Regions from separate parts of the Mus musculus genome. Here regions 1, 3, 4, 5 and 6 are each linked to region 2. A link is a contact called in public HiCAR-type and promoter capture Hi-C data. All regions are on one chromosome and are shown on one strand. The core of a region is the stretch at or near the end of the contact, and the rest is flanking DNA. Distances in the headings are between cores, read along the strand shown. Region 1 holds the start of Snap29 (synaptosomal-associated protein 29). Region 2 holds the start of Hira (histone cell cycle regulator). Region 3 holds the start of Hic2 (hypermethylated in cancer 2). Region 4 holds the start of A930003A15Rik (RIKEN cDNA A930003A15 gene). Region 5 holds the start of Parl (presenilin associated, rhomboid-like). Region 6 holds the start of Eif2b5 (eukaryotic translation initiation factor 2B, subunit 5 epsilon).

The links. Promoter capture Hi-C pulls out the DNA fragments that hold promoters and counts their contacts. HiCAR-type assays count read pairs that join an accessible place to other places. Capture Hi-C pulls out chosen DNA fragments and counts their contacts.
Region 1: a contact with region 2 is called in a promoter capture Hi-C map of adipose tissue, with 5 times the contacts expected there. The contact joins the promoter of Snap29 here to the promoter of Hira in region 2. A contact is called at or near these places in 4 of 39 promoter capture datasets (cranial neural crest, frontonasal cranial neural crest, liver and 1 more) and 2 of 9 other capture datasets (adipose tissue and liver).
Region 3: a contact with region 2 is called in a promoter capture Hi-C map of cranial neural crest. The contact joins the promoter of Hic2 here to the promoter of Hira in region 2. A contact is called at or near these places in 2 of 39 promoter capture datasets (cranial neural crest and liver).
Region 4: a contact with region 2 is called in a promoter capture Hi-C map of pre-B cells. The contact joins the promoter of A930003A15Rik here to the promoter of Hira in region 2. A contact is called at or near these places in 4 of 39 promoter capture datasets (the HPC-7 cell line, cranial neural crest, frontonasal cranial neural crest and 1 more).
Region 5: a HiCAR-type map of astrocytes shows a contact between it and region 2, with 4 times the contacts expected there. The contact joins the promoter of Parl here to the promoter of Hira in region 2. A contact is called at or near these places in 5 of 39 promoter capture datasets (cranial neural crest, embryonic stem cells, liver and 2 more) and 4 of 115 datasets of contacts at active chromatin or transcription factors (astrocytes, embryonic forebrain and embryonic stem cells).
Region 6: a contact with region 2 is called in a promoter capture Hi-C map of liver, with 2.4 times the contacts expected there. The contact joins the promoter of Eif2b5 here to the promoter of Hira in region 2. A contact is called at or near these places in 1 of 39 promoter capture datasets (embryonic stem cells), 1 of 115 datasets of contacts at active chromatin or transcription factors (embryonic stem cells) and 2 of 9 other capture datasets (adipose tissue and liver).

Annotation. Positions count from the first base shown.
Region 1 is chr16:17,403,461-17,408,086 of GRCm38.p6, forward strand. Snap29 (synaptosomal-associated protein 29) reads left to right here and starts at 2,540. Exons shown (of 5, transcript NM_023348.4): 1 at 2,540-2,899. The coding sequence starts at 2,663. It overlaps Pi4ka (phosphatidylinositol 4-kinase alpha), which reads right to left and starts at 2,405. Exons shown (of 55, transcript NM_001373955.1): 1 at 2,174-2,405. The coding sequence starts at 2,338.
Region 2 is chr16:18,873,395-18,878,050 of GRCm38.p6, forward strand. Hira (histone cell cycle regulator) reads left to right here and starts at 3,356. Exons shown (of 25, transcript NM_010435.2): 1 at 3,356-4,125. The coding sequence starts at 4,089. It overlaps Mrpl40 (mitochondrial ribosomal protein L40), which reads right to left and starts at 3,243. Exons shown (of 4, transcript NM_010922.2): 1 at 3,077-3,243; 2 at 1,930-2,013; 3 at 143-301. The coding sequence starts at 3,129.
Region 3 is chr16:17,231,315-17,235,723 of GRCm38.p6, forward strand. It overlaps Hic2 (hypermethylated in cancer 2), which reads left to right and starts at 2,273. Exons shown (of 3, transcript NM_178922.3): 1 at 2,273-2,416.
Region 4 is chr16:19,882,497-19,886,581 of GRCm38.p6, forward strand. A930003A15Rik (RIKEN cDNA A930003A15 gene) reads right to left here and starts at 1,778. Exons shown (of 3, transcript NR_027896.1): 1 at 1,428-1,778; 2 at 1,197-1,321.
Region 5 is chr16:20,300,102-20,304,799 of GRCm38.p6, forward strand. Parl (presenilin associated, rhomboid-like) reads right to left here and starts at 2,261. Exons shown (of 10, transcript NM_001005767.4): 1 at 2,108-2,261. The coding sequence starts at 2,226.
Region 6 is chr16:20,496,038-20,500,751 of GRCm38.p6, forward strand. Eif2b5 (eukaryotic translation initiation factor 2B, subunit 5 epsilon) reads left to right here and starts at 2,780. Exons shown (of 16, transcript NM_172265.2): 1 at 2,780-3,059; 2 at 4,148-4,272. The coding sequence starts at 2,877.

The sequences.
Region 1 (4,626 bases), core at 1,290-3,789, 1.5 Mb before region 2:
TTTGCTCAGTTCATGAAGGCACATGCAGTCAAGCCTGACAACCCACATGGTGGGAGGAGAGAACTGTTACCTGCAAGTTTGTCCTGTGACCTCCACATGCCCATTATAGTATATAACAAACGAACAAACAAACAAACAAAGATGAGGGGCTGGACAGATAGCTCAGCTGTTAGGAACACTGGCTGCTCTTCCAGAGGACTCAGATTTGATTCCCTGCATCGATGTGGTTGTTCACATGATTCCAATTCCAAGGGATCCAATGATGCCTTCTTCTGACCTCTGCAAGCACTGACACATATGGTGTACAGAACACATATGCAGGCAAAACACTCATACACATAAAACAAAAAAGAAGTTTAAAAATACAAGTAATAAGGGAATGTAAATTTAGATGGTCTTACCATTCAAACTCATAGTCTTACACACACACACACACACACACACACACTGCTGTCTTTCCCTGCTTGAGTCAGGATCTTGATATGTTGCCTAAGTTGCACCACAAGTCCTAAACCATCTTTTATTTTTTAATTTAAAAATGTTGGGGGATGGAGAGATGACTCAGCACTTAAAAATACTGACTGCTCTTCCAAAGGTGCTGAGTTCAAATCCCAGCAACCACATAGTGGCTCACAACCATCCATAATGAGATCTGATGCCCTTTTCTGGTGTGTCTGCAAACAGCTACAGCATAATTATATAATAAATAAATAAATCTTCTTAAGATGTTGTTATTATTTATTTGTGCTTGTATGTGCTCATGCATGCAAGTGCCCATGGACACCACAAGAGGACTTTCTGATGCCCTAAAACTGGAGTTACCTTCAAACATTCAAGCAGTCCTAAGCTGCCAGACATGAGTACTGAGATACCAACTCCCTGAGTGAACAACAACTCCTCAGCACCTCTGCGGATACTGGGCTGTTCCTGAGTAGCATGGACTACAGGTGCATGCTACCATGTCCAGTCTGTATTCATTCTTTAGCCAGAAGTCGGGTTGGCATTAGATCTTCCAGAACCTGTTCACCTTGCAGGTAGGTGATACAATCAAGTTTGAAAACTTACAAGGTCAAAGACCAGGTCACTCTGCCTTTCCACTTTTACCCATCAGCGCGCAGGTGCACATGTCACCCAGGTTCTTTCCATCTTTCAGAAAGTTGAATGGACAGACAGCCCCCTCCCTTCAGTGCTAACATACTGTGCTGAGTCTATTTACACATTCCTGGGCGAAAAGCAGCTGACTATTATTGTTCATCCACGTTGTGCCTGGCCTTAATATGTAAACTCATCAAAGCTTCACAGGTTTTATAGATAAGCAAATAGGCTGTTAGCATGCAAGTTTCTTCCTCAAGACTGCACACAGAAATTGTAAATTTAGTCAGCTCTGACTAAAATCTGTCTTCTTCCTATCACAACATCCTTTTGTTGTTGTTTGGTTTTTGGGTTTTTTTTTTCCCCTAAAAGAAAGCGGTTAGCCTCCTTAATCCTGGGGTTCTACCCTTCACCACCCACCCAGTTCACCTCTTATCCCAGGTCCAAGCATATCTTTTATCTTCCAAGATAAGGACTGGCGTGTCTTTCTCTTCTGAAGCAATCCTGAATTTAGTTCTCTGTCTACTAACAGTCCACTGCATATTCCTGCCACTGCATCTTCTCGAAACTCATCATCTTTTGATCCAGTCTAACGCTACCATCTCTTAAATAATAATACGATTTGCATAGCTGTCCTTCTCCACAATCCAGTGAGAAGGGCAAAAAGTGTGTAGGGGAGGAGGGCGTCCCATTTCATGAGAAAGACACCTCTCCAAGGTCATTGAATGAAAACAAAAAATCGGGACCAAAAGCCCGGATTGGACTCTTGGTCCTTGGCTCATCCTACCACGCCTCACAGGCAGTCACGATGCTGCCACAACCCCCGCGCCTGAGATGTCACAGCGGTAGTCCGCCCGCCCACAGCTCACTGCCCTCCCACTCCCACCGGTACCAGACCTCCCAGCGTCCTGTCGACTTCCCGACTCCTCTCTTCACCAGAACCCTCTCCCACCGACCTCCCTACATCGCTGCCACCTCTATTCAGGAGCCCCTCTCTAGTCGCAAGTAGCCTTCTCAGACCCAGCAGCGTCCCGCCGCTTCGCCACCTCAGGCCCCTCCTCCTGTCAGTACGCAGGGTTACCTTCTCCAAGGATGCTGGTCTCTGCACAGCCAGGGAGCGGGCCAGTGAAAGTACTGTGTTGAAATAAAAGCCTCGAGAGGTGCTGGAGCCAGAGCTGGACCCCGAGCCGCCGCCGCCGCCGCCGCCGCCACCGCCGCCTCCTCCCCGGGCCCCAGCAGCCGCCATCACAGCGCACGCCCCGGCGCAGGCGGCTGGGTTCACAGCTCTGGGCTCGCCACCACCGGTCCTTACTGCGCAGGCGCAGAGGCGGCCGACTTCCCGGCCACCTGACCACCTGACTCCTCCCCTCTCCCCTCCCCCGCACTGGGTGGGGCCTGGTCCCCCTCTGCCGCTCCGCCGCCGGGTTGGCTCTGGAGGCGGGGCTCTAGCGCAGTGCTGGCGGAAGTAGTGCGCGCGGCGTCCACAGTGAATCCGCCCGCCGGCGCTGGGCTATCGACTCCTCGCTCAGCAACCCCTCCTGCTTCCTAGGTGCAGGCCGTCTCCCGCACCATGTCTGGCTATCCTAAAAGCTATAATCCTTTCGACGATGACGTGGAAGAGGAAGACACCCGGCCCGCGCCGTGGAAGGACGTCCGCGACCTGCCTGACGGCCCCGACGCGCCCATTGACAGGCAGCAGTACCTGAGACAGGAGGTGTTGCGCAGGGCCGAGGCTACCGCTGCCAGTACCAGCAGGTCCTTGTCTCTCATGTATGAATCGGAGAAGATCGGAGTCGCCTCTTCCGAGGTGAGCCTGGGGCAGAACTGAGCTAAACCGGCCAATCAATGCGTTATAAAAACGGGATGAAGAAATATTTTGTTTACGATCTTTTGGTATTTTTCTAATTGCCTACCGTAAGTTCATGGACATAGTGTAAAGAATTATGTATCAGGATCACCTGATGTTTACCTCTGGAAGCTTCCTTATCTATTATTCTGCGAGGTTAATTTCTCCCTCGCTGCCCTGCCCTCATGTCTAGTTAAAAAGTAAACTCCAAATAATGTTCTGTGTGAGAGTAAAAATGCCAAAGTGCGGCCTGTATTTGGGAAGTAGTGTCTGTTTCATTTACATATAACTTGTTAGGCAGAAGCCTCAAGCTGTTCCTCTCTAGTGGCCCAGTTAAAGTGTGAACTGTGTATGCTTCAAGTGCCAGGTGGTGCCTGAAGTACTGACGCAAAGGGAGCCTGTGTTCTTCTTCTCACATCCTTGACCACTTTTCACCTTTCTAATGGGAATATTTAAGTCCCCTCGCCTGGGCTCCTGCTCAGGAAACCAGATCCTGAATTGAGTCGACTCTTACCTTTGTAGACCGTGTGTTATTGTGACAGCTCTTTCCATCCATAGAAAATTTCAGCAACTAGGAACTTTGCTTTCCTTTAATTTACCTGTATTTGCATATGCACAGTTTAAGGGTGTCCCCTGAAGCCGGAAGAGGGCACCAGGGAATCCCTTGGAGCTGGAGTTGACAGATGGGTGCTGGGAACAGAAATGGTCTTCTGAAACTTCTTTAAGACCTTTTCTTTTTGAGGAGTTCGGCTTGGTGGACAGCCTACCAATGAAGCCCAGGCTGGTCTGGAACTTAGAATTCTTGGTCTCAATCTTTCTGATACTGGGATTTCAGGCATGTACCATCTTCTCCAGCATAAAATAAAGATTATTCCAAGACACCAGATTGCCCCTAAGTCTACTGGCAAAATAGTTGTTTTGGCAGAAGAAGAAATTACTGATATATCAGCCAAGAATAATCTTAAGTATTTTACAGTTTTGAAATGTAATAGTTGAAACAAAATACTGTCTTTCTTTACCAGTCTTCATCTCTGATCTTTGGCAAGTGTTCTCCTCTGGGACTTGGACAGATCTCTGTTGTTTTCTATTGCCACTGTTTGGTATTTTACCTTCTCCTACCTTCCCTGTTGTTGTCTCCCTGACGGCTAATGTATGTTCTGCCTCTAGGAAGTTGTGCTTCTGTGTACTGGATTCTTAATGTTCCACTCCAGATCAATTGGAGTCCTACAGGTCTTGGTGAACAGGTCACTTTGTATTGAGATAAGTGATAAGTTCTCACAATGTAGCCCATAGTAATCCAGATTGGCCTCGAACTCAAGATCCTCTTTCTTCAGCCTCCAGAGGGCTGAGGTCATAGACATTCACCAGATGCCAATGCAGGTAGGTCCTCTTGAAGAACAGAAAGCACTCTGACCTGCTGAGCCATCTCTCCAGCCCCAAAAGAGAACCTATTTTTTTTCTCTCAATCGTATCAATATGTAATTCTGACTGTTCTCCAACTTTATGTAGACTAGGCTAACCTTAAACTCAGCCTGGGAGTGCCGAGGTTCAAGCCACCACACCAAGCACTTTTATTCTTTTTTAACTTTAAAGTGAGGTGTTCTTTACATATTGGCCTGTATATTATTTAGTAGTATTGAAGGTTCTTTCATAGTTAAATACAATGAGGGGTGGTTTGGAGCCGGGGA
Region 2 (4,656 bases), core at 2,106-4,605:
AAAGCACAATCAAAATGAAAAGGATTCAGGTCAGGGCCAAGTCAAACCTACTCACTTGTTCCTACCACAGACATGAACTTCAGTTAGAACTACTTGAGGAACTCCTTTGCATTAAAGATGTCTCCCAGAGGAGAACTCTTACCTTGATTTATCCAAGAACCTCACAGGGGTAATAAAATCTTCAATAGGAATCAGTTCTTGGGAGGCTTTTTCCAGTTTTCGGATCCTCTTTTTCAAGCGATCCTTTGCTGCTTGATCCTTTCTGGGGTCTACCTTCTTCTTCTTCCGCAGAGGTTCTGCTCTAGTGGGTACAAGCACTCAACCTCAGGACGGATAGGATGCTAAATAAAGTATCTCATACTTGTGCTATATGCTAACAAGAAAGCTGTCCGCAGCCCTAACTCCACGAGCTTAGTCCACTGTCTTCCCGAGGACGGTATGGGTCCTATCAATTCCAGGAAGGACAGGGATCTACTAAGAGGAACTGTTGATTCTTTCTTTTTGTTGGTGGGGTGGGGTGGGTGGTTCTGAGACAGGGTTTCTCTGTAGCCCTGGCTGTCCTGAACTCACTCTGTAGACCAGGCTGGCCTTGTCAAACTGTCTCTGCCTCCCAAGTGTTGATATTAAAGGGGTGTGCAACCACTGCCCAACTTTTTTTTTTTTTTTAACTTTTATTCTTACACAGTCCTAGCTTGCCTTTAACTGGCTATGTTGTCAAGGATGTCCTTGAACTCTGATCCTACTGTCTCTACCTCCAGACTTCCAGCCTAGTTATTTTCTACTACTCCCAGTATTCTGGTGCTGGGGATTAACTTAAGGCTTTGTGCATGCTAGGCAAGGATCCAATAAACCAAGCTACATTCTTAGCTTGGAAGTGCCAGTCTGTGATTCAGGTGTATCTTAAAGCTGCCCTGAGAAGTGAACGTGCTGAACTAAGGGAGTAAAAGCTCATTCACATTTGAAATGAATTTGTGATTTACAAAATGCTTCAAGACTAAAAGAGACAGGACAGTAAAAATGACTGCCAGATTTTTTTTTTTTTAAATCAGTTTCTGGGGTGTTGAGAGGGCTCCGTGGTTAAGAACACTTGCTGCTCTTGCCGAGGATCTAGGTTTTGTTCCCAGCACTCACATGGCAGCTTACAACCATCATTGATTCTGGTTCCAAGGGATCTGGGACCCTCTTCTGGCCTTTGTGGGCACCATGCATGTAGACATAACACATTACAAAATTAGCCATGTCCTAAAGCTTTGGCAAGTATCTGATTTACTTTTAGGAACACACTTCCCAGGCTAAATGTGGCATTAGGAATAATCAAATTTGAAGCTGGAGAGATGACTTAGGAGTTACAAGGAGTGCTTGCAGATCTTAAACACTGGAGTTTGGTTCCCAGAACCCACATCAGGGGCTCACAACTGTTTGTAACTAGGAGAGCTATAACCCCTGACTGGCTTTGGGCACCCCAAACACATGTGTATACATATGTCAGGAACATAAACATTAAAAAAAAAAAACCCTTAAAGCAAACCTTTTAGCAATAAACTAAATAAAGCCCCAAGAAAGCATCCAAAGTTCCTAGAGTAACTATTATTAGTCTTTGAACCTTTCTCCCACTCAGTGAATCAGAATGAGCAGGGAAGAGCAAGGCCTATGGAAATACAGAAGTTAAGATATGCCCTTTGAAACACATAAGACTCCTTAAATCTAGCTGCTACTTATTTAAACTACTCAAGTAGCAATACATATATGCTATGCTATCATAGTACAGAGCTCCTTCAAAGGACAGAGGCATCCACTTAAATTTAACTATTAGTTCCACAGACTGAAATCTGCTTGCTAACCCAAGGTTGGGCACTCTTGCTTTGTTTTGGTCATATGCATACACGTGTTTCTCATACCCCAAGAGCTAAGGGTTATGCTGGATTTTACCTCATGGGGATGAGATCCCAGAAGGCCAGTAAGGAAGCTCTCTGGTGGGTGTGTCTGACGTGTGCCTGGCAGGTTCCAGGGATCCTGAAGGAGAGAAGGGTATGTATAAAGATCTGGGGAAAGAGAAGGCACATACACATAACTATAGGTCTTCCTAAAACCCGGAGGATGTTTGTAAGTATCTATTTTGTATTTTTTTCAGACAAAAGTCTCCCTAATTCGGGCTATCTTGCAACTTGAGACAATTTTCTTGCCTCAGCTGCTCCACCATGTCTAGTTCATTTGTATTAGGCCAGCAAGGTCAAAGTGAGGAATTTACAGAACTCTGTTTCTCACTGGGGCAGAGCCTTTACTTGCTCTGGCAGGATCTTCTTCTTCTTCTCCTTCTTCTTCCGTCTCTCTGTTTCTTTCTGTCTCTCTCTCTCTCCCCTTCTCTGTCCCCTCTCTTTCTCTGCCTCTACTCTCTTCTCAATTCCCCTTCCCATACCCACAAATAAACTCTATTCTATACTAGACCTGTCTAGTATATGACTGGTACCTCGAGGAAGGAAGGAGGGATGCTTCAGTGTGGACCACTGAGTAAAGTACCCCCTCCCACTGTACTATACGTCCCTTCTATAAAACATATCCTTGGATTTTTAAAAACACATTGCTCTTCTTCCTTTTTTTTTTTTTTTTTTTTTTTTTGGGTTTTTTTGAGACAGAGTTTCTCTGTAAAGCCCTGGCTGTCCTGGAACTCCCTTTGTAGACTGGGCTGACCTCGAACTCAGAAATCCGCCTGCCTTTGCCTCCCAAGTGCTGGGTTTAAAGGCGTGCTCCACCACGCCCGGCGTCTTTTTCTTCTTTTTAAAAATGGGGTGTAATATAGCCAGGTTTGTATGCAGCTGTTACGACCTTGACTTTCTGACCTAGCCTCCACCTCCATAGTGCTGGGGTTGCAGGAGTAGGCCACCACTTAAGCACGACTTAGGCTTCACACTTGTTAGGCAAATAGCCTGTTAAGTGAGTACACTTCCAGTTCGGATTTTCATCCGCAACAGATGCGGTAGGCTCATGCCCAGAAATAATCTGCGAGCACTAGCGAGCAGCTACGGGGCAAAGCCCGCGCACGCGCCCTGGGTATTCTGCCACCCGCGGCTACACTCACCAGCTCCGAGGCCGCAGAGCCCGCGCAGCACACAGCATCACCCCGGTAGCCATAGTTTTTCACGCCACCCGCTGGCGGGCAGCTTCCGGGAGCACGCCCCTGGGCGGTCCGACCTGAGGTACCCGGTCGGGTCTGGCAGGCCTCGGCCCGGAACTCGCGGGTCTGGGATTCCGAGAGGCGGGCCCGCAGCTGGCCCCGCCCCCGACGCAGCCCCGCCCCGGGCAAGCAACGGTGGCTTCGCCGCGCCCTTTTGCGGGCGTCCCGCCTTCTGTGGATGCTGCGGTGTTTTCCTGCTCTCTGCTCCGCCTGGCCTATGTGTTTACATCTATGAAAACGCCCCGCTCTTCTAATAAATGCGCCCGTCTGGCCCCCTATCCTTCACCAGCCTAGTTCTTTTATGCATGCAATCGAGCTCAGGGCCCGCTGCCGTCTGCCGCTAGATGCATGCTGGCGCCCGCCCGGCTGGCGCTCGCGAGATGCCCAATAGCGCGAATTGATGGATGGCGGAAGCTAGTTACTAAGCTGGACTCGGAGCCGCGGAGGTAGAACTAGAGATCTGCACACCACCCTGGTTCTGCATCGCCGGGCGGGATCTCAAGGCTTTGCCAGCCTGCTCACACCGACCCTCATCGGCGACCACATCAGTGGCAGCGGAGTATCCCCGTCCTCCCCCCCCTGTCTACCGAAGAACCGAGGCGGCCCGGTCCGCGTAGGGAGCGGTTTCCCGCCGGGGCGATTTGGCAGGTGCGCGCCGTGACTTCCGGCGTTGCCCGGGAGCCGCCGGAGGAGGAGCGGCGCAGGGGATGCGGCTGTGGCGGCGGCGGCGGCGGCCGAGCGCAGGAGGCGGCTGTGGCGGCGGCTGGGGGCACGGGCCGGCGATGGCGCGGCGGCGCTGAGGGCAAGGGTGGGCGGCGGCCGGAGGGCGGGCGGCGCGGGAGGAAGCTGCGGCAGCTCCATGGCCCAGGCGTGCTGAGGGACACGGCTCTGGCTTCAGCCCGGCAGCGGCCGAACAATGAAGCTCTTGAAGCCAACCTGGGTCAACCACAATGGTGAGTGCACGCAGGAGTCGTGGGCGGCCGAACCTGCATCGGGGTGGGGTCTGGGATTGGCTTGCGGCGGTGCTCAAGTCCTGCCCACCTTGTCCAGACGCTGGTGCCGGGTGCTGGAGCTGCAGAACGGGCAGGAGCAGACTTTGTCCCCGGCTCTGGGACACCGGCGAGCCCGGGCACGTGCTTCGGGCTGGTTGCAGCGAAGTCCGCCTTTGCCTCAGGCAATGGCGCTGTGTCCTGCGCCGCCCACCCTTAATCTGGGATGCCTGGCTCTGGTGAGCCGGCTTGGGTACCGACCTGGTGCTGCCATCCGGCTTCACCATCCAGTATGTGCTCAGATGGTTGTGAGTATGAAACTGGGGCGACATCCCCCTTGTGGCCTTTCAGCGGCTCGGTGAATCTGCATGAGATACTTACTGGCTGTATTGCCCTTTCTGAGGCCTGGAGTTTGTGACAGTGCCCCCACTCGGGCTATTGCGATCCTGGAATGGGAAGGGCCTGGGCTCAGGTCCTACGGAGGACCACGAAAGA
Region 3 (4,409 bases), core at 1,023-3,522, 1.6 Mb before region 2:
ATAAACATGGTTGTGCTGACTTAGTGGTACCTCAGGTACCAGCTAACCTAACTACCCCAGGGGTGGCACAGCTGAATCTTACAATTGTAGCTCTGCCTTTCACTCTGTTTTTTGTTGTTGTTGTTGTTGTTTTTTGTTTTTTGTGTTCCAGACAAGCTTTCTCTGTATAGCCCTGGCTGTCCTGGAACTTACTTTGTAGATAGACCAGGCTGGCCTCGAACTCAGAAATCCACCTGCCTCTGCCTCTTGAGTGCTGGGATTAAAGGCATGCGCCACCATGCCTGGCTCACTCTGGATTTTTTTATTAGCCTATATTAATTACATGTAGTAATGGGTCTCATGACATAGTCACATAGCATATTTGGACCACAATCAGCCCATTACCCTCTTTTGTTTCTTTCCCACTGCCTCTGACCCCATTCTTTTCCCCAGCTTGTCTCAGTTCTACTCTTTCTTTTTTTTTTTTTTTTTTTTTTTTTTAGATTTATTTATTTATTATATGTAAGTACACTGTAGCTGTCCTCAGATACTCCAGAAGAGGGCATCAGATTGCATTAAGGATGGTTGTGAGCCACCATGTGGTTGCTGGGATTTGAACTCTGGACCTTCAGAAGAGCAGTCGGGTACTCTTACCCACTAAGCCATCTCCCCAGCCCCATACTCTTTCTTTTTTATGTGATTTAGTGAATTTAATTAGAACTGCTTACAGGGGAATAAGTGGGTGATTATTTATAGGAGTCAGGGCAATACCAGTGTATTATTTATAGGAGTCAGTTTACCAGTGACTATAACCACTGAAAAAAATGTTCCTTCCTGTAACCATCACCTAGGGAGTGGCAGGACCACCACACTTGGCTCAGTAAGTCTTCAAAACAGCCCACCTCTAAGCTGTTCTTCATGATTGACAATTCCTTTAACACGTGCTTGATAGTTCTTTTTTGTTTTTCCTTTCTGAGGCAGGCTCACTGTGTAGCCCTGGCTCAACTGGAAGTCACTATGTAGTCAGACTGGCTCTAATTCACAGAGATCTGCCTCTTTCAGCCTTCAGAGTTCTGGGACTAAAGACATGCCCCATGCCACCCATTTTCAATCTATTGAGTTTTCGCCATTTCTAGGATGTTTAGGCATAGTATTCTATGTCTTGGCTAGTATAATTGACAGCAGTAGCTTTATAATTTGCTTTAATATCTGTTAGGACAAATGTACTCCTATTTCTGTTGTTTGGTGTTTCAAAGATGATAGTTGTAAAAACAATCATGTATTAGCTATGTAGCTATTGGGTAAACTAAGAATTTTAATTTTTTTTAATCTGTTATTTTAAGCTTGTACATTCGGAAAGCATGCTTGCCTCTGTGAAGGGTTATTGAATTGGGTTTCAATGTTGACTCTGGGTCACAACCTCCCTATAGAACAGCTGTAGGTTCTGGCTAGGACTTTTCTGACCTTTAACAGTGGTGGGCTTTAGTGTTTAGTGTTCAAAGTAGAGAGATGGTCATCTAATAACTCTCTAGAGAATAACTCCGTGTGAACCCCAATACATTTGGATGGCCACAAGTCTTGGGTCTTTACTGGGCTGCCTAAACTCCTGTGACCTGCGGCGGTCACCGGAACTCTGGATAAGTAAGCAGAGTGTACACGGACCTCTCCGCCCTCTGCGCAATCCGGGTCGACCTTCGCGAGAGTGGATGTAAGGATCCTAGGAGAAGTTTAGGGTTAAGACTCCCAGGCCTCTTTTCTCCTTTAAAATCAGAACCACGCAGGCCTTCCTGCAGCCCAGACAGCGGAGCAAGCAGCCTTTGGGTGCTAAACTTTATAGACTGAGATACTCTGCGTAGATCAAGGGGCTCAAACGGGCGGAAGAGGAGAGGCGCAGGCCACCTGAACCGGGTTGGTGGTGATAGTGTTGGGGGTTCTGAAGGGTCCGGGTCAGGCTCAAAACGGGTCAGTCTTCCGTTTGAGGGCTGGGCATAGACCCGTGGTAAAGAGCAGGATTCTTGTTTCGCTGGGTGTTGCCCGTCAAGTATTTTGAGGTGAGGTTGCCATCCCGTTCTGGCGCCTGCATCGGGACCCTGTAGGCGACCTCCCGTGCGCCCCTCCCCCATTACACTCTGCCGCAGCCACTGGCCCATCCCTGGACTCAGACCCCTCGGCGGCCCCGCCCAGCCTCAGGGTTCCGCCCCCACAAGGGTCCGCCTCCAGGTCCGCCCTGTCGCTCGCCCATTCAGATGTGGGTCAGGGGTGAGCGGGTGGAGCTGACGTCACAAGCTTCCAAGATGGCGCGGAGCGGGCGGCTGTGAGCAGCGCTCTGGGCGCGCTGGGCGGAGAGCCGAGCGGGGGCCGGCGGAGGGCGGACAGGGCGGGCGCGTGCAGCTCAGGTCGGGCGCCCAAGACGAGGGGCCTCTGGCAGGCACCTGAGGTAAGCGGTGTCCTCGAGGGAGGGCGACGCGGGCCGGGCGCGCCCCCGGAGAGGGGGGCGTGGGCGCGCGTGGGACGGAGCGCGCGCACGGCCCCTAGTCTCGAACCGAGGCGCACGCGGGACCCTGGACGGGCGGGGGCTTTGTGGTTCAGGTGCCCGGCGGGTTGCGGCCGGCACGGGGACTCCGGGCACAAAGCCCCCAGGGCCGCGCCAGTCCGGGGACGCGAGTCTGTGGAGCGGGGGTCGACGGGGTAGCGGGCGCCGGCTCTTTGTGCCTTTTCATTAGCAATCTAATCCGAACGGCGTCGGGCGAGCTATGCTGCCTGACAGGCGGGCGTTCTCCCATTATGCAAACGGCTGTACGCCTGCGGCTGCCCCTCACTGGAACGCTTTACGGTTTCCAGAACTGCGCTTGTGTGTATGGTCTGCAGTCCTTTTCCTCGAGTACCCTTCCTGGCTGGGGGACTGGCCGTGTCAGGGACAGGGTAGGGCTTAGAGGGCCCGGCTCCGTGGCTGGGTGGGCTTTCTGCCCTGCCCCCAGACCTTTGCTGGAGGCAGCCGCCTGGCAGGAAGAGAGATGGGCTTGGGGGGAGGGGGTCGGGTGGCAAGAGGAAGGGACTGGCTGGCTCAGGGAGTGAGCTGAGGGGCCCTAGCTTGTCATTCTCTGTTTATCTTCCAGAATGGTTCATATGCACACAAGCCTGGGTGTAAGTGCTGGGGGAAAATACCTCTCCCTGGGGGGCAGTGACTTAGGTACTTGGAGTGATTGAGGCCAGATAATACTCTCAGCGGCCGCGCCCTGAACAGTTTTGGACTACCTTGCGACGAGAGTCCCGTGCTGATCTTGGCTGGCCGGAGAGATTCAGAAGTTATTTACTTATGTGTTCTATCCCCCTCTTCACAGTATCTTTTCTAGTTATAATTGTCAGGCGCATTTGGAAAGCTGTGTTCCAGGTTCCTCACTTTCAATCAGCAGGAGGGGTGTAACACTGAGAGGCCACCCCCACTGACATATGTGGCGATGGGGGAGGGGCGGATCCTTGCCTATAGGAATCCTGTGACTGGACTGTTACTGGGGTTTGCTAGCTGTGGCTTTTGCACCTAGGACCAGGAGATTCGGCAGGTCGTGGAGGGGCTCATCTTCTAGGCTGAACTTGGGATTTCCAATCTAGGACAAAGGTTGGTGGGATGGAGGCAAACCCTAGAGGGATGCCACATTATTGCTTCTGATTCCTCCTGGCCTTGCCCCTCCACTGTTATCTGCCCGTATCTGGAATCCCTGGCTTTCAAGCAGACATTTTTAGGATCGTAGTCTGTGTAACCACTCTGTAGCTCTGTCTCTCGAAAAAGTATGCTGGGTGGAGCAGAGCTCCTGGAGTAGTCTGAAAGAAAGCAGATGGTCCAGCCTCAGGCTGGCCTCTAGAGACAAATGTGTGGCCAAACCTTCCCACTAAGGTTTTTGCAAGAAGTCATGTGCCTGCAGGTGATCTTTCTGTCCTATGCAGTTTTTTAATGAAAACCTCTGAAACCTACAGGGTAGACTTGGGAAAAGTTGTCCAGTCTTTGCATTGCCTGCCTGCTTGCTGCGAGGGGAGCAATGCTGTTCATTCAGTTTACTAATTTGGCTCCTGGCTTTCTGCAGGTTAGTTGTAAGGTGTTGAGAGTGCTTGTTGGCCAGCTTGTCTGGCTGTTTGAGTTCGGCTGTGTGCCCAGAATTTCTTCCTGCAGTGTTTTCCTGCCAGTTGTTGGGACTTGTACATTAGTCACTGAGCTTTTACGAGCAATTCCTGAAAAGAAAAAAATCTCCCTCTGATTGTTGGCTTTGCGTGTAGGAAGAAGCAGCTCGAGGGAGCCCTGTGTTTAAAGCAGAACCAAAATGATTTGCTGTAATTGCTAGAAGGAGAAGAGGTGCAAACAGGGCAGGGGCGGTGCAGCCTGTTCTGCTGCATAGTACCTGCTCTGAGGACAGGTAGACAGGGTTCCTTCCTTCCGC
Region 4 (4,085 bases), core at 528-3,027, 1.0 Mb after region 2:
AATACCCAATTAAAAATTTTAAAAAAAAATATTACTCACATGCTGTGAAAAAAAAAAGAAAGAAAGAAAGCAATACTGAATTTACCAGAGAAGTACACTTCTTTTAATAATTCACTCGATTCAAGGAAACAGATTAAGTATTAAAGAAGAAACTAGAAGCCGGGTGATGGTGGCGCACACCTTTAATCCCAGCACTCGGGAGGCAGAGGCAGGCGGATTTCTGAGTTCGAGGCCAGCCTGGTCTACAGAGTGAGTTCCAGGACAGCCAGGGCTATACAAAGAAACCCTGTCTCGAAAAACCAAAAATAAAAGAAGAAGAAGAAGAAGAAGAAGAAGAAGAAGAAGAAGAAGAAGAAGAAGAAGAAGAAGAAGAAGAAGAAGAAGAAGAAGAAGACTAGAGCAACAGAGGCACTGGGTTTAATCCATGACCAAAGAAGAATAAATGTAACATAAACATTTTCAGAGAAAAAAAAAAAGCCTCCTAGCAGGGAAGCCCTCCAAGGGGCTCACAGGAAAGCTCTCCTGTCCACAGGAGCAGCAGGCAGGCCTTCCACAGAGCAGAACCCCTGAAAGCAAGCAAGTACTACAGTTAACAGCATCTGCCTTGCTAGCTTCCAAGTCCTTGAGAGAGACAGAGAGGACTCCTCAGAGCCCACGCAGGAGAAGTGCTACCCTTCCCACTCACCGCATCAATGTGTTACTAGATCACATGTCTAACAAGAATCCTCCAGACTCAACACTTTCCTTCAGCCCGTCAACTTAATCATGTGTATTCTTACTTTCATTATATAAGAGCAATACATTTCTTTTTAAATAGAAAGTGTACCTGAACAAAAAAATTAAAAATGCTATCCTTTTACCATGATGAACTAGTTATCACATTGGTCGGTGATATTCAATATGCATATAGATCTACACACACATCTGTGCTTTGAAAATAAGCCTTCTCGGCTGCAACATGCTATCTCATCACCTGGTTCTTTCAGCTGATCATCTATTTTTATTGTGAATCTATCTCAATAAATGACTACTTCCAGGATTATAATAGCTAATTGGTGCTTCTTTAAAACTCTTTTTAACAAGAAAACATAGTTGTAAAAAAAAAAATCTTTAAATTTAATTCTGAAATTTCTTAGTTAAGCCATGATTGTAGTAGCAATGAGGATAAATGGGGAAAAATGCAAACACAGCATTACCTTTATTTGCTCTGTATTCCAGGCTGGTGCAGCTCCCCAAGAAACGATGATAGGCCCTCATCTCTGCCTCTGCTATCCGCACCACCATGTATGGTGAGTATCTGGGGTCTGGGTCCTCGCATTGCCTGCACAGAACAGAGATGGAGTTCCAGGACGCAAGGTCACCATCTTCTCTGGCCTCCATCCTGCTCTAGGTACTGGCTGCATTGGTATAGTTAAACCTCCTCCTACCTAATCTCCCTGAAGATCACTCAAGGTTTCTTCTTTGTGAGAGCTGATCCTGGGGATTAGTGAGTGCTGACAGATTAGGCTTCCACAGACTTCCAGAACTCATTTTGAAACAGAAGGGGTGCTGAGGGGTGAAGACAGCATCGCATTATGAGATAAGCCATCGGTTAAATTATTAAAACGATTAAAATTATTAAATTCAATTTTAAAACATGGATAAAATTATGAAAAGATATTCTTTGGAAGACTATTCTGTCAGGTCAGTTTAACTCGGCTTTTCTTCCAAGCTCTCCAGGCTGCCAAAGCAGAAGCCAACTTAGCACTGCTGCCTGCTGCTAAGGGAATTTACCATCTAAGGAGGCCCCAGGCTGACACAGCAAACGGTAAACGGCTCAAAAGCCCCAGCTGCTCCAGAGAAACAGCTGCAAGTATGACATCAGTTTCCTAGTGAAGAATGCTCTGTCTTGCTGTGGTACGCAAGAGCTGCACTAGAACAAGAAAAATGGCTTCATGTTGCAGAGCTACCCTGGGCAAAGACACAGGAAATAGGCTGCCTTTTCCTGATACATTTTATTTTGTTTTTAATGTGATTAATGTTGTGTTCTAGAACGTAAAGATTACAGCATGAAACAGAAAACAAAATAGTTAAGTGAAACATACATAAATGTCTAAAGGCTCTGCCTATGTGACACCTCTGGGTGGTCTCTAGGTTCTGTGATCTCTGAAAAAAATTGTTTCTATTGCAGCTTAACCACATTTATAGACTCAGATATGTGTAGCCGTTAGTCATTTTTCTTCACTAAACAATGGTGTTTTATAATTTAACTGGACAGCTTGCCAAGCGTTTCCTAGGATAGCTTTGTAAATGTTTGCCTTTTCAAGATAAGACGAAGAGTATTCAGCTCCGACAGGCAGGGGAAACCTCAGAAAACTTTAAACTATCCTGTCTCCGTCTCGCACAGACACTGTTAAGCCATAGCAGTGCAAGGAAGCAGCTAGACTGCATTGGGTTCATATTAAAATAATTAATGTTTTGTGGTGGTTTTATTTATTTACAAGCTTTTTAATAATAATGTTTATAAAATAAGAAAATAAAAAATACTGTTGAACATACATTTTTCTTTCCTTCATGAGTGCGAGGCCTGTTTATCTACACGTGCAATTTTAGAGATGTGTTTCTTTCAAAGATGGGTATTTGAGTTCTTCTCGCCCTATTGCCTGCTATTCAGGTTTAGGTTAATTTGCCTAAAAGTTTGTTAATTTTCTCAAAGAACTAACTTGTCACTTCATTGAGTCTTTGTAATTTTTTTTTAGTTGTTGTTTCTAATTAATTGATTTCATCCCTGAGTTTGATTATTTTCTTCTGCTTATTCTTTTTGAGTGTTATTGTAAGACTCTGGGGAGCCTTAGCTTACAGGGGACCCTCTGAGTGAACCACTCAGAGCCAGGAATCAATGAAAAAAACAAGAGGAATTTATTGTTCCAGCACACTGGGCTTGTCCCAGATCCAAAGGAGAGGTGGTGACCCCCGGCAGCCCATTCAGAAAGTTTTTTATACAGTTTCCAGGGGCGGAATAGAGCATCAGCAACTAGGCACAATATGATTGGCAGAACAATACACCCTTTAAACTGATTGGTCTTTAGGAAATGAGGTAGTAGGGGCTTACTCAGCCTCTCCCTTCTGGCCTGTGTGCTCTCTGACCTGTCTCTTCCAGGAGGGGAGGGGTCCAGTGGAATTTTCCAAAGGCTCTGAGTTGACCTCTTCATTATCTCTTCTTGTTTTTCTTGCCCTGGTGGTTATATCACCCTGGTGGTGCAGATAAAGAAGAGCAGGTGGGCTGACCAGCTCAGCTACTAGATCCAGGGTTCTAAGTTGGCCCACCCCAAATTCTACACCATCTATGGACAACTGGGACACAGGAAAGGGACAGTCCTGCTGATTCAAAGCTGCGGGATCTTCCTGACACAGGACAACAACAAGATAATCAGGTGGAGATCTGGCGAGGATCCAATTTGGATGGAGTCACAGATGGGAGATACCTCAAGCAAGACCAATGACTCATTGCAATTAGCATTTGCAAGTGAAGATGTGTGGACAGAGGGATATACTGTGGGACACACTGTGACATAGGACAGATTTCATGATGACATATTTTCTGGTTTTTTATTTGTTTGTTTGTTTGGCCATAGCTGAGCAAACCCATGCTTGATCAGTGACTATGCCTAGAAGTCTTTCTATTATACTTAGTTATTAGGGAAGAGAGGCATTTTCATCAACCTTGGCACCTTTGAAAATAACTGCAGTTGAGCAGGGGCTGTCTCTGACTCTGTTGCCTGCCTTTGGATTCCTTAACTGCACTGCCTTGTCTAATCGTTTTTGTTTTTGTTTTTTGGATTTTTCGAGACAGGGTTTCTCTGTGTAGCCCTGGCTGTCCTGGAACTCACTTTGTAGACCAGGCTGGCCTTGAACTCAGAAATCTGCCAGCCTCTGCCTCCCAAGTGCTGGGATCAAAGGTGTGCTCCACCACTGCCCAGCTTTGTCTAGTCTTAATAGGAGAAGATGCACTTAGTCTTACTGCAACTTGATAGGCCAAGGTGGGTTTATATCCAGGAGAGGCCTCCCTTTTCTGAGGAGAAAGGGAGGGAATGGGGGTGAGGAGG
Region 5 (4,698 bases), core at 1,011-3,510, 1.4 Mb after region 2:
ACAGGCAATTGTGAACCATCATTTGAGTGCTAGGTATTGAACCTAGGTCCTCTAGAAGAGTACTAAGTGCTCTTAACCCCTGAGCCATGTCTCCAGCCCCAAGAGCGTTTAATTTTATGTATATGGAGGTTTTGCCTATATGTATGTTTGTGCACTACATGTGTGCCTGGTGCTAGCAGAGGCCTAAAGAGGCCTTTAGCCCCTGGAACTGGGTTCCAGACAGTTGTAAGCAACCATGTGGAAACTGGGCATCAAACCCAGGTCCCCTGTAAGAGCAGAGAATCTTGAGTGCTGAGCTAAGAGCTCACGAAGCCCAGGAAGAGTTTAAAGTAGCCAAAGTAGGTCTAATAAATAAAGTGATCAGTTCCCACTGAACTAAACCAAATGATCATCATCAGAATGCATTCATTATACAGAACTAAACTTGTAACCCAGTACTATTGATTTCTCTTGCTAGACAAGAATCCTGAAGGACAGGAGTGCAGCAACCTAAACTTAACCATATCATAAAATCTTATAACTCCTGTAAAGGGAGAACCGTGTGTGGGCTGGCAGGTGCCTGAGGACCTTGTGTTTGTATCACCTTTGCCTTTGTATCACCACATAAAGTGTTTATAAAATGCAAACGTTGGGACCTCTTTAGAGCCACAAGGCCTGGCTCATTCTTCATGCTAATTTAGAACCACAGTGGCTCAAAACAGACTAGTGATTACAAAGCGAGCAACTCCCATTCCCTATTAAGTTCATACATGTGGAGACAAGAGCAAAGCCACTTCAGGTTCACCCACATTCTCATCTAATGCATTCTCCCATAACCACAAGATTAAGAATGTCAGTTTCCAAGTTTCCATATAAATTTTAATACCACATGTACTGAGGGGAGGGTTAGACAGGACCTCAAGTAATCCATGGTGGCCTGACAGTCTGGCTCCTACTCCTAATCCACCTCCCAAGTGCCGGGATTACTAGCCTGAGCCACCATGATAGGTAGGCTAAACTCTTTTGACAAGTTTTGTGGTGTTACTAGAGACAAGCACCCTACCAATGAGGTTCCTCAGAGATGAAGTGTCCACTTCTTTTGCTGCCTTTTCCCGAAACTATCACAGCAAATCAACAGGATCACAGAAATCTTGTTACCTCCAAGGCACCTCCCCAGTTCCACCTGTTTAAGACTTTTTTCTTCCTTTCTTTTTTCCAGTCTTCTGCTGCCCAGCCTAGCCTTGAACGCCTAACCCTGCTTACAAGCAAGTCTGACCACACCAAGCTGTTTAAAAGCAATGCCTGATTTTAAACGTTAGCCAGTAAGCTACACCATATGCAACTTTTCCACAGATGTTAATAAGCTTCACTTGAGGAGCAGGTTCTTCCGCTTTCGCCACTTTCCAAGATTCTGATTTTGGGTGGCACCTGGGAAATGAATCTACATATAGTCCAGGTGCTGTTTATTTATTTATAATTCAGCCTTTCCCAGCTTGGCTCCAACTCGCCATCCTCCTGATTCAGACTACTGAGAGTTGAGATTACAGACCTGTGCCCACCTCGGGTGAATTTTAAGATCAGGTGGTGCCTTCGCCAGGCTCAATCTCATCTCTGGCTAGCTCACACGTTTATAAAGACCTCAGGCCCCTTGGTGTGTATGGTACCATCAATTAGGTAGAAGTTGCAAAGTTGACATCTTCGGACTAAGTTTCAACGTCAGTATTAATTCAACTGCTATGGAATTTCTCTTCTATTACACTTCATGTAAGATCCGGCCGGCCGGAAAGGCCACGTGCTTCCTACAGCAGTACAGCCCTTTCAAGAATATGAGCCGGACATGCAATTAACGCTCAGAAGTTCCCCTTTCCATCACATCCCTCGGAACTACTAGGAAAGACCGCGGGTCCGGAGAACCGGGCCGGGCTCGGCCAGACACCTCTCGCGGCTCGGCACCCAGAAGCCAGTAGGGAAAGGAGGACCAAGGAAAAGCTAGGCAGGGAGGAGTCAGCTTTAGCAAAGACCTCGTAAACAATGGAAAGCGGGAGCCCCACACGGCTACCTATCCCCCGAGGATGCGCGCAACCCCAGCTCATGGGAAGCCGGGGGAGCTGGAAGCGGCGGCCATTACCTGCGTCCAAGCAGCCGCGGGGCCTGGGTCGCAGAGAGCTCCCGGTAGCCGCCACCCAAGGGAGGCGCCCACGCCGGACCGCAGCGCCAGCCTCGCTGTACCCAACCTTGCAACGCCATCTTCCCAACCTCTGCCCCACCATGGCCCGACCTCTCTAACCCCGGCCTAGAAATCACTTCCGGGGCGAAGAAAAAAAAAAAAAAAAAAAAGCCACACAGCGCGGAGGAGTGGTCTAGAGCGCCACCTGGAGGCCGTTCAGTTCCGGTCTTCCTCTTCTCAGACCAGCGCCACCTTGGAAGTTTCTGGTGAGAGTGACTGGGGAAAACTTGAGGCTTTGAGTAACGCTGTGTTATCAGACACCCTCAGGTTATCACATTTAACCACAAGACACCGTTTCACTGTGCTTTATAGTCTCAGAAAAGGGAAATGGCCCTGTACAGTGGCAACCTTAACTCGCCAGGCTTGGACATCTGTCTGATTGTGAAAAGCAGAAAACGATTTATTAAATGGGACCACACTGAGAGGATGAAATTCAATGACTCCCCACGTTCATCTTCCAGGTCTAACATAAAGATAAGGTTTAAATGGAAGGCAAGAAGTGTGCAGTATAAGGAAATTGTGTCCCCTCACCAATCACCCTTCACCCGTCACCCCCGACCCCTGATCCAGCCTCCTTCTCCAAGCCTGCCCCCTTGACAAGTTGCAAATCCTTCTGTAGTTACTGGCTGCCCCCAGAAACTCAGGCTTTTTCCTTCCAGCATGAGATTTCTGGGGTGGTTCCATTACTGAAGTTTGATAGCCAAAGACAGAGCCCCAAGTGTTTCAGTTGAAGAAGCAAGGGAAGGGAGAGGGTCTCCTACACCTGAGTCTGGTTGATCTCTAGACAACTGAGAGTCAAGTATCCCAGCACAATTAACATTTGCTTTGAGAACAATGTTCCCTTTCTACAGGAATGTTTCAAATAAGAATGTTACAGTAGCAGGGAATCATGTGTAATGCCTAAGCATGGCATGTTTCCTTTCCTAACTATAAATCCGCAATTTTCTAGAACTCACAACAAACCTCACTTATAGTAAAAGAGACTTTTTAACTCCCTCTGCAATTTTATGGCCCTTGGTTTATATTATTAGATTGGAGTCTATCAGAAGCACCTCCAGGACTACTCTGTCATCTCATTTATTTCAAGAGGGAAAAGGAGAATGGGTGGGGGTGGGGGTCCCTTAGAAACTCTTCTGTTACTGGTGGTAAAGGTCTGGGCTGAGTGTTTCCAGGCTTCGAGAATGAAGAACATGGGGAGCGACCCTTATTCAGAAAGAGTCAGAACACACTGCATAACTGTGGGTAGCAGCACCAGTGGAGATGCTTAAGGGACCCCAGTCATTGTTTGTAGCTTCTAGATATGGGATGCAGAGGAGTTTGGTTGTTAAGGGATACCCACTTTGTGTGACTCTATGTTTTCATTCACAGATTAAATACACAATTGTTTCTTATTGTCCATGTTTTCAAAGTCAGTGTAGGCCAAATGGGCCAACATAAAGATGGATGGACTGAGCCAACTGAAACCAGAACCAGTGTGGGCCAGCCTGTGTCCGTCATATATATCTCCACCCCTCTTCTCACTCCCCAGACATCACAGGCTGGCCGCCTGACTCTCAGGGTCTGTGCAGAGTCTGCAGAATTTGGCTTGTTTTAGGCTATTTGCTGCATTGCTTTACCTCCCTCCCTCCACTCTACCTTTAGCCACGACTTCACTACCCACCTTGTCCCTGTTGCCCTCCTATTTAATTTCCCTCCTTTAGTTTTTCTCTATCAACCTAGTCCAGCCACTTGCTTTCTTTTTTTTTTTTTCTTCTCATTCATGACGTGCTACCAGTGTTTTGTGGTTTTTTTTCTTTTAGGTTTGGGGGTTTGTTTGTTTGTTTGTTTCTTGAGACAAGGTTTTGCTTGTGTAGCCCAGGCTGACCTAGAACTCACTCTATAGAGCAGGCTGGCCTTCATCTCACAGAGAACCACCTGCATCTGCCTCCCAAGTGCTGGGAGTAAAGGCTTTTTTTCTTAGTTAAGGGTTGTTTTGTTTTGTTTTGTTTCTAATGGAGGCTGGAGGAACAACTGGTGGATTAAGAAGATTTCATTTCCAGAAGCCCCCAGTTTAATTCCCAACACTCATGTTAGGTAACTCACAACTTCCTGAAATTCTAGCTCCAAATGATTCATGCCCTCTTCTGGTTCCTGAACACACACACACACACACACACACACACCAAACCAGGCATGGTAGTGCATGTTTTTAATTCCAATACTTGAGAAATAGAGGCAAACAGATCTCTGAAACTTTGAAGCTAGATAGTCTATATAATAAGACTGTCACAATAAACAAACAAACAAACAAACCACCACAAAATAGCAGCTCAAAACGTTATAGAAACCCACTATTTTGGAAACTAATTAAAAAATATAATTTAAAAAATATCTTGAACACAGGTACCCCCAAAAGACATAAGGTATTAAGTGAACATCCCAGTGCTGTGTGTGTTTGCATCCTTTGAGTTATTGGGTAGGAGCCCTGCACCACAAACAGTATAGCCTATTGC
Region 6 (4,714 bases), core at 1,530-4,029, 1.6 Mb after region 2:
AGGCATTGGGAAGGGCTGGTCATTTCTACTAATTATGTGTGTAGGAAGGAGTTCCCAGACCAAATTACTGATGCCTAGTGGCCACCTATATGGAGACCAAAACACTTCAGTGTACCAAGGACTCAGGATTTCCTCAGTCCAGGACTCAGGATGTTCAAAGATAAAACTGGGACAGTACTGAACAAGCAAGGGCAGTCTACATCCTTTCCTTTCCTTCGAAGAACACACCTTCCTTGGGGCAGTTGGGTAATCAGCTAGCCAGGAACAACTTCACACTATACCAGTAACTTCTGACCGCTGTGGGCTGGAGACCTTGGGCTGGCTCACAGGATCATCATTTCTTTCTCTGGGCAATGCTGTCTCAGAAACCTTGTGTTCTAATCTCTTCAAGAAACTCAACTTGTCTTTGAGTCTGAATCTCAGAATAGGAAAAAAGACTCCTTTACTACAGGGCCTCTGACCTCCATATACATTACAGATGTTTCCTACCCCACAGTCCAGAAAACCTCCACGTAAAAAAATGACTTCATAGGCTGGGCATGATGATCCACGTCTTTAGTCCCAGCACTCGAGAGGCAGAGTCGGGTGGGTCTCTACAAGTTGGAGGCCAGCCTGGTATATACAGTGAGCAGTACCAGGGCAGGCAGGGACATGTAGTGAGACCTTATGGCAAAAAGAAAAGAAGACTTCATTTGTCATAAAGTCTATGACATAGACTCTGGGAATTGGTGAAGGCTCACTACATCACACTGATCTGTAGAGGGCAGTGTTACCCAATTTCTCAAGCCACTGAACTCCACATTCAGCATTTCCGGGATCCCGTGTTTGAGCAAGAGTCTGTGTGCATGAGAAGTTCCCACAAGTGCACATTTTTCTTCTTCATGTAGATCTGTAGCGCAAACAGTCCCCCAGAAGGTATATTTATACTTAATTTTATTTTGGTCGTGTTTGCCTACTTGTTTGATCAGTTGTCACGAGGCATTGCTACAGCTCTCACTTGAGATTCCCCCTGTCTCAATCGGTTTTGGAAGCATACGCTCTTAGGTGACCTGTCCGACTTCGATTTAATTGAAATTTTTTACTAAGCTTTTCCCTCTCTGTACTAACGTTTTCAGAAGCAAACGTTGTCCTCATAGCACCCTCATTAACTGGGCGAAGGAAGAAATGACAGGTTTCTGGGTTCCACAAGGAAGCTAACGAGTAGCGATACACTAGAAACATAGGCTCACCACTCCACCGGAGAACATCTGCGGGGAGGTGGGTGGAAGCAACAGAGGGAGTTGCCGAAACTTGCGGGCTGTGGGATTAGCAGAGGTTCTGTTGCTGATTGGGCAGATTACTTACTGGAATTTTTGGCTTGACAGAATTACGCCCAGCCTGCGTGCCATTGCTTCCTCCGCCTTAAGCTTGATTTATAAACTGCGGCCACGGCTTCTTTTACCAAAACCTGCTGCTCCACTTCAGTCTAGCCTGAAAAGCTTGCTACTACGCCCCAGTCCTACCCAGTTTACTCCTGCTCTTAGATCCAGCCTCATCTGGGATAACGCTTGTGGAACTGAAAGACCCACAACGTGAGGACTCCCCCACGTTCTGACTCAGGAGAGGCGACACCCCAAAATCACCAACGAGAAACGGTCTTGCTGCAAATTGCAAGAGGATTTTTATTCAAGAGCGCTCTCGGGCCCACGGTCATACACCACGCAGGGGTAGAGGACTGTGGCGCCCCGAGTAGCTGGATAAGGGGGTATTTAAAGGAAGGAACCACAACTCAAGGAGGTGGGAAGGGCGTTGTTGGAAAATACCAAAAATACCAGTTAAGAGTCACAAGGAAGTACAGAGTCACAGGTGTCACAAGGAATACCTGGTAATTGTTAACTCTCAAGACAGTTTCTAAGAGCCCCTAACGATAGCACATTTGCATTGCAGGTTCCAGCAATGGTCAGAGTGGGTCAGGGTGACTTTCTTTGAATTAACACTCTTTGAACCCAGGAAGCCGGTGGGTGGAGGAATGTCGCTATCTGTTTTATGATTAGCATACCTTGGAGCACTGAGTTTACTACTCTTTCAGAACCATGGGAGTCAGATGAGCTCCAGCAGCAGTTTTTCCACTCACTAGTTGGGCGTGCTCCCTTGGTTCCGATTTGAGGGTTTAAGAAATGCCTGTCGCTCTAGGTCGTATTTCTGGCAAGGGGGGAGGGAGCACCCATAATAGGTGTGTGTTCAGTAAAAATCTACAGCCTGCCTCCATGTCCAGTATTTGTGCAGATCGTGGTTTCCCTCCCAAAGATGCCAGATCCCCTTAGATTACTAGACTGCAAGTGGGGAGCTTCATTTTATATTTAGATTTATGTGGATGAGTGTTTTCCACAGGCATCCAGTGCCCGGTCGAAAGTGTGTCGGACACCCTGGAATTGCAATTGTGAATAGTTGCTTGCTACCACGTGAGCGCCAGGCGCAGAACGTGGATCCTCTGCAAGAGCAGTAAGTGCTCTTAACTGTTGAGTGATCTCTCCAATCCCTGAGAACTACAAATTTTATCCTACTCTGGGCAGAGGAGCTGTAGGCTCCTGCCCAGCGATCACAAGCCTATCCAGCTCGCTGCCTTCTTAGCTTGTCCAATCCAACAGCACTCACTGACTAAGTAGACAACGGTGGGATCTCACCCCTCTGGGGTGCATACACCTCCCAGTAGCACCTACTGCGGTCAGCCACGCCCTGGTCTTGCACGGGGTGGGTGGGGTCTGCTGGTACACACATGCGCATTCCTTCCTCTTTCTCTCCCTGCAACTACACCTTCGCGTTTTGACTGTGAGTCCTTTTTGTCCCCTACTGCGTGCCGTGTGACTTCCCGGCGGACGTGCTGGCTGCGAAGCAAGATGGCAGCCACTGCGGCGGTGCCTGGCGCTGCGGCCGGCCGAGCGAGCAAACGCGGCGGCGGCGGCTCGGGCGGCGGGGGAACCCAAGGTGCGGAGGAGGAGCCGCCGCCGCCCCTCCAGGCAGTTCTAGTGGCCGATAGCTTCAACCGCCGCTTCTTCCCCATCTCCAAGGACCAGCCTCGGGTGAGCACCCGGCTCGCGAGCAGTCTGCCGGCCTCGAGGGTAGCGGGGCCGCAGGTTGCCACTGCAGCTGGTTAGTGAAGCGTGCTCTGGAAGTTACCCTCAAGTTGAGCTTATCTGGTTAGGAAAAGGTGGAGAGACCGACTGAAACCTCGGAGGCTGTCCGATCAGATGAGTAACTAGCACACATGGATTCTCGCAGGGCTATACACCCAGCCTTGGGAAGGATGGAGAGGGCTGTGTGTAGAATCAATGCTTGAAAGAAGGCTTCCCCGGGGGATTTAGTAGCACAAGAGGGGCCTCCACTGTCTTTAACCTTGCAGGACATGGGCAATTTAAAGAAATTGCTTTAGATAAAGGCAATGGTAATATATTCCTAAAGGAAAAAAGGCTAGCTCTCAGCAGGCTGTTTTCCTCCCATCTGCTGAAAGGGGACCCCAGTGGGTTGCCATCAGTCTAGGAATTACCTAGACATAGGAAATAGGCATTGCGCTTGCAGACTACTGGGTCGCTCAGCAATCCATAGTTCATTCAAATAGGGATTTGCCTTTGACTTAAGAATTCCTAATAGCCGGGCGTGGTGGCGCACGCCTTTAATCCCAGCACTCGGGAGGCAGAGGCAGGCGGATTTCTGAGTTCGAGGCCAGCCTGGTCTACAAAGTGAGGTCCAGGACAGCCAGGACTATACAGAGAAACCCTGTCTCAAAAAACCACAAAAAAAAAAAAAAAAAAAAAAGAATTCCTAAGGCTAACGACTGTTCATTTTTGACAAGTGTTTGAATGATTTCTGTGACTCTTAGTGGCAATAGAACAATAGAAGGAAATTCTATGAAGAAGACCTTAGTGCTTAGAGTTCTAGAGCTATGACTTAGGGCCAACATTTGTCCTTAATGCCAGCACTGGGCTCCTAGAACATGTTTGTGTCTGATACCATGCCTACTAGGCTCAAATTCCAGAGCCTTAGACTGACCCTTAGAGCCTGTTTGCTTTAGAATAAAAGGATAAAGTCGATTATAGTGTCTGCAAACCAAAGTATACCAAAGTATAATCCTGACTTGAAGATCTCAGACTTTTTCTTTCCTGCCCTATAGGTCCTCTTGCCCCTGGCCAACGTTGCGCTAATTGACTATACTCTGGAGTTCCTGACTGCCACGGGTGTACAGGAAACATTTGTCTTTTGCTGCTGGAAAGCTGCTCAGATCAAAGAACACTTACAGTAAGGCTTCATAATTTTTCCTTTCCAGGATTCTCCGTCTTTTTTCAGTTCTTCCAGGATAGAGTTGATGTGAGGAGGAGAACACTGAATCTGTTCTGAGCTCCTGTGAGGTTTAGTGTTCTCGTCACGTGTCCCGAGGTAAACTGCTGCAGCTTCCTTTGCCTTGAGGTCCCAGGGACCAAAATTAAAGGCTTGCCTGTGATTTTGAGTCTTTCTTTCTTTTTTTAATATATATTTTTTATTACGTATTTTCCTCAATTACATTTCCAATGCTATCCCAAAAGTCCTCCATACCCTGCCCCCCACTTCCCTACCCACCCACTCCCACTTTTTGGCCCTGGCGTTCCCCTGTACTGGGGCATATAAAGTTTGCAAGTCCAATGGGCCTCTCTTTCCAGTGATAGCCAACTAGGCCATCTTTTGATAATTTCTGAGTCTTTCA